Regions from separate parts of the Sus scrofa genome. Here region 1 is linked to region 2. Evidence: chromatin contacts called from public HiChIP or PLAC-seq data. All regions are on one chromosome and are shown on one strand. The core of a region is the stretch at or near the end of the contact, and the rest is flanking DNA. Distances in the headings are between cores, read along the strand shown.

Region 1 (2,860 bases), core at 328-2,827, 2.0 Mb before region 2:
CTTCCCCCAGTGGATAGCCTACCCATTATGTACATCTGCAATCAGACTGGTAATTTGTTGCAATTGATGTACTTATATTGACGTGTCATAATCACCCAAAGCCCATAGTTTATATTAGCGGCCACTGTTGGCACAGTCTATGGATTTGGACTAATAATTTTTTTTTAAATGTCAAAACTGCAAAGGAATTCAGAAGACTTATTTCGGTGCCTATTATGAACAAACAATTCAGGATTGATGTAGTTCATCAGGATTAGTTAAATTCTCTTTAGAAGTTTTAAATTTTTTTTTACTTTTTTTATTACTCAAATGAATTTATCACATCTGTAGTTGTATAATGATCATAACAATCTGATTTCACGGGATTTCCATCCCACAGCCCAAGCACAAAACTGTCTCCTCTTGGAGATCATAAGTTTTTCAATGAATGTGAGTCAGCATCTGTTCTGCAAAGAAGTTCAGTCTGTCCTTTTTTCAGATTCCACATGTCAGTGAAAGCATTTGATGGTGGTGTCTCATTGTATGGCTGACTTCACTTGGCATGATAGTTTCTAGGTCCATCCATGTTGCTAAAAATGCCAATATTTCATTCTTTTTAATGGCTGAGTAATATTCCATTGTGTATATGTACCACATCTTCTGGATCCACTCCTCTGTTAATGGACATTTAGGTTGTTTCATGTCTTGGCTATTGTAAAATTGCTGCAATGAACATCGGAGTACATGTGTCTTTGCAAGTCGTGGTTTTCTCTGGATAGATGCTCAGGAGTGGCATAGAAGTTTTAAATTTTTTTAAGGCAGTTTGTTCCACCAGGACAATCCCTGCTCATTACTTTTGAATTGAATTGGAATTGCTCTCAGTAAAACCCTTGTGAACTTTTATTTATTTATTTATTGTCTTTTTGCCATTTCTTGGGCCACTCCTGCGGCATATGGAGGTTCCCAGGCTAGGGGTCGAATGGAGCTGTAGCCACCGGCCTATGCCAGAGCCACTGCAATGCAGGACCGAGCCTCGTCTGCAACCTACACCACAGCTCACGGCAATGCCGGATCCTTAACCCACTAGGCAAGGCCAGGGACCGAACCTGCAACCTCATGGTTCCTAGTCAGATTCGTTAACCACTGAGCCACGATGGGAACTCCAAACCCTTGTGAGCTTTTAAAGTTGCTTGCCCGTTAGTAGACATAGAAATATTGTAAGGATTTAAGTTAGATAATTTCCTTGGCCTCTACCTTTAAAATTAGGCATCACTCTGTGTTTAAATTCGCCCTCTTGTGGTTAGTACATATAGAACACCCTGGATGGCTTTGCTTATGCGCTAACCTAACTGAGAAGGACACCAGCGGGTCTGGGTCTGGCGTTCTATGTAAAAAGGATTTAGGAATAGCATTTTGATTAAAAGCCATAGTTACCCTCCTATAGAGTGCTTTTATTTTTAAATTTAGATTTTTTAAATGATTTTATTTTTTGCTGCAAAGACTTGCCTCTCCTCCGCAGCAAAAAATAAATGCGAGCATAACTGTGGCGGAGGGAGGTGGGGAGTCGAATTGCATTCACACGTCCTGATTGGCTAAGCGCTGGTCAGGAGAGTCTTAAAAGAGCAACCTTCCAACTCTGAGAGCGCCTCCCACAGCGTCCTTAGCAACCAGTGCCGGCCCCCAGCGACTTGGAGCGCTGTGGTGAGTGACTGCCCTGTCCGGCTTCTGACGACTTGAGAGCTAAGGTTATTGCCACGTTTACCATCCCGGGGCGACCGGGAGACCACAAATGGGTGCACCGAGTCTTCTTTCTTACGGTTCTGTAGCTCTTGCTGTTGGAAGACGCCTTTACTACTCACTTGCGCCCCCAGCCCAGGCGCGACATGCAGGCCTCCCTTAAGAATCTAGGCGGTCTCCTTGCAAACACTCCAGCGGAGGCTTGAGTGAGAAGGTGGGGGATCAGCCACCAGTTTCATTTATTTGATAGGGAAATAACTCTTTGCCAGGGAGACTAAAGGAGGTGGAGAAACTTTCCCACTGCTATCAGTGGGGGAATTCTTTTAATCTTCTTTAGACCCAGACGTTCTCTGGTAACCCTTAATTCAGAATCCCACTTGCTCATTGAATAGTTTTCAAGTCCTTTTTTTTTTTTTTTTTTTTTTTTTGGTATTTTTCTAGAGTCGCACCCGTAGCATATGGAGGTTCCCAGGCTAGGGGTCTAATCGGAGCTGTAGCGACCGGCCTACGCCAGAGCCACAGCAAAGCTGAATCTGAGCCGCATCTTCTACCTACAACACAGCTCACAGCAACGGGGGATCCTTAACCCACCGAGCAGGCCAGGGGGGAACGCGAAACCTCATGGTTCTTAGTAGGATTCATTCACCACTGAGCCACGACGGGGAACTCCTCAAGTCCTTCTATATTTGATGAAATTGCACCCTCCCCCCCCCCCCACCTGCCCGCCCCATTTCCCCAGCCCTCCTCAGATTTTTTTGGACTTCAAATAAGTCCAAACATTTGGAGAGGTGGACAGTGGGGGTGGGAGTGGGTGGAGGATCTTTGAAGATGTGAAATAAATGGATTTTTAGAAAGGTAATTAATCTTGAGAAAAGGGCACAAGTTGTTGATTGGAAAAATGTCTAGGAAGAGGTGAAGTGGTGGGATCCCTTCTTTACCTTATCTCGTCAATATATCTAAATGGATCTAGCTTCTTGGTTGTTTTTGGTCAATTAAACTACTCTTTCCTTAAGGTTAGATTCAAAATCTTGTTTTCACCAGTTTGTTACCTATCCAAAGGCTTACTATAATTTTAATATTGCCTAGTTCTCAGAAATTGTTTTTTAAAGCATACCTTTCCAACTTTGTTTGAACTTAAAAAAAT
Region 2 (2,738 bases), core at 190-2,689:
TTCTTGCCAGAAATGTTCTCCTATTCATCCTTGATTTATCCTTTTCCCTTTCCTTCTGATCACAGCAAAGACAGCATCTATCCCAAGGTAATCAACATTCTGTCTTCTCAACATTCGTTTCATATGATCTCTTCTCATTTCCCTACCTCCTCCCTTATTCTGGCTCATTCCCATCAGCATTTCCAATTTTTCCCTTGTGAAAACTAACCCCTCAACACCAGGTACTGCTCTAGTTATTGCCATATCTCTCTGGTCACATTTTAGTGACACCTTCTAAAGGGTTGCCTGCAAAACCTATTTCCTCTTACTCATCTGGGTCTCCAAAGTCTGCCTAGAACTGTTTATCGCACAGCAGGTACTGCATAACCATTTTTGAAGTACTGTATATGATGGATGAATAGCTGGGACTCCAAGGGCGCAGATTATAAATTCATCTATAACTTGCAGTCTGGGATGTTGAATGACTCACTGGGTTTAGAAACTGTGTATAGATAATTTGATATATGCTTTCATCTTGAAATAGAATTTTGGAAAGTCAGTAGTCATCACAAGCAACAAGTATTTTATTTAATTTTAATTATTTTTTTGTCTTTTCTAGGGCCGCACCTGCCGCCTATGGAGGTTCCCAGGCTAGGGGTTTAATCAGAGGTGTTGCTGCCAGCCTACACCAGAGCCACAGCAACACCAGATCTGAGCCGCATCTGCGACCTACTCCACAACTCACGGCAACGCAGGATGATCCTTAACCCACTGAGCAAAGCCAGGGATCGAACCCGCAACCTCCTGGTTCCTAGTCGGATTCGTTAACCACTGAGCCACGACGAGAACTCCCACCAGCAACAAGTATTAAAACAAATGGAGAAACACTGCGGTGCTGCACTACCAGTGCGCCCCTCACGTGAGAACAGGGGTCCGCAACAGACCAGAGGTGCGCATCTGTCATTCCACCAGAAGGGGTCGGCTGGGACCCAGGTCGGCCTTCCGGTGGAACCCAGTTTACACCTCCTTAGAGGTCCTGGTCTTCAAGTCCGGAGGTGGGGGTGACGAGAGCCAAACGCCTCCCGGCCAATGGCAGTTCTTCAACTTACACCTACAGACGTCAGCGCTGCTGTGCCGACGGATGTCACACAGCTGGCTCGGAAGCGTCTCCTCCCGCCCCGCAAAAGGGGCGTGGGCTCTGCAAAGCCTGGGGCGACGGAAGGGAGGGGCGCTAGCTCCTCCCTGCGAGCCCCGCAACCTCGCCGGCCCGCTTCCCAGCAGTCCCTGCCTAGCGGCCGTCCCGGGTGAGCAGCCGAGCGCTCGTGCCCCCGCCCCGAGCGCGCTGCCGCCGCGGCTCCGCCCCCTCCTCCAGCGGGCCGCGCGCTCCTGCGGCTCGGAGCTGTGTCGCGGGCGCGCGCGCGGCCGGCGGAGCCGCAGTTAAAATGGTCCTAGCAGGACCCCCGCGTTCCCCCAGCCGCCGCAATGACTGACTGAGCCGGCGGGCCAGGCTCGGACTGGTCACCTAGCTGAGAGGCTCGCTCTCTCCGCCGCGTCCCCAAAGCTCGCGCCTATCGTTCTCCCGTCTTCCCGGGGCAAAGCATGTAGCCCCAATCGGGCGCCGGGCTGCCCGCAGCTGACGCCCCCCCCGCCCACCGTCGTGTGTGTGCCTGTGTGTGCGTGTGTGTGCGCAGGGCAGGCGACCCCGCCGCGGGCCCAAGGCCGAGCCAGCGAGCGGCCTGCCCCGCTGCCGGGAGCCCGGCTCTCCGGGCCTCCCTCCTTCCCTGTCCCGGTCCCCCTCCTCGGGGCCTTCTATATGGGCCACCTTCTCTCGAGGGAGCCGCGTAACCGCCCGAGCCAGAAGAGGCCTCGCTGTTGCAGCTGGTGCCGCCGCCGTCGCCCTCTCCTCAGGCTACCCCGCCGGACCCCGGCCAAGGCGCCCCCGCAGCCGGCGGCGCCCCGGAGCCGGGACTGCTTCTTCCGCGGGCCCTGCATGCTTTGCTTCATCGTGCACAGCCCCGGCGCGCCCGCCCCCGCCGGCCTAGAGGAGGAGCCGCCGCTCTCGCCGCCGCCGCGGGACGGGGCCTACGCCGCGGCCGCCTCCTCGCAGCACCTGGCGCGGCGCTACGCGGCCCTGGCCGCGGAGGACTGCGCTGCCGCCGCCCGCCGTTTCCTGCTATCCTCGGCCGCCGCCGCCGCTGCCGCCGCCGCTTCGGCCTCGTCGCCCGCCTCCTGCTGCAAAGAGCTGGGGCTAGCCGCGGCCGCCGCCTGGGAACAGCAGGGCCGGAGCCTCTTCTTGGCCAGCGTGGGGCCCGTGCGCTTCCTGGGGCCGCCTGCAGCCCTGCAGCTCTTCCGGGGACCGACGCCGCCTCCGCCACCGCCAGCCGAGCCCCCCACGCCCCCCGAGATGGTGTGCAAGCGGAAGGGGGCCGGGGTCCCCGCCTGCACCCCTTGTAAGCAGCCCCGCTGCGGCGGGGGGCCTGCGGCGGCGGCGGCAGCGGCGGAGGCCCTACGGGAGGAGGCGCCTCGCCGCCTCGGCCCCCCGACGCCGGCTGCTGCCAGGGCCCGGAGCAGCAACCGCAGCCTCTCTGCCCCCCGCGCTCCTCTCCCACTTCGGAAAGTGCCCCCACAGAGGCCAGCGGGGACTCGGTCCGAGCGGGGGGCACCGCCCCCTTGCCTGCCCAGCAGCAGCACGAATGCGGCGACGCGGACTGTCAGGAACCCCCCGAAAACCCCTGCGACTGTCATAGGGAGCCACCCTC

The links. HiChIP or PLAC-seq counts read pairs in DNA pulled down with a chosen protein or histone mark.
Region 1: an H3K27ac HiChIP or PLAC-seq map of skeletal muscle shows a contact between it and region 2, with 8 times the contacts expected there. The contact joins the promoter of TMEM232 here to the promoter of FBXL17 in region 2. A contact is called at or near these places in 1 of 5 promoter capture datasets (liver) and 2 of 2 datasets of contacts at active chromatin or transcription factors (alveolar macrophages and skeletal muscle).

The regions. Positions count from the first base shown.
Region 1 is chr2:115,522,392-115,525,251 of Sscrofa11.1, reverse strand. It overlaps TMEM232 (transmembrane protein 232), which reads left to right and starts at 1,577. Exons shown (of 14, transcript XM_005661576.3): 1 at 1,577-1,680.
Region 2 is chr2:113,479,265-113,482,002 of Sscrofa11.1, reverse strand. It overlaps FBXL17 (F-box/LRR-repeat protein 17), which reads left to right and starts at 1,439. Exons shown (of 10, transcript XM_003123817.6): 1 at 1,439-2,453; 2 at 2,456-2,738. The coding sequence starts at 1,793.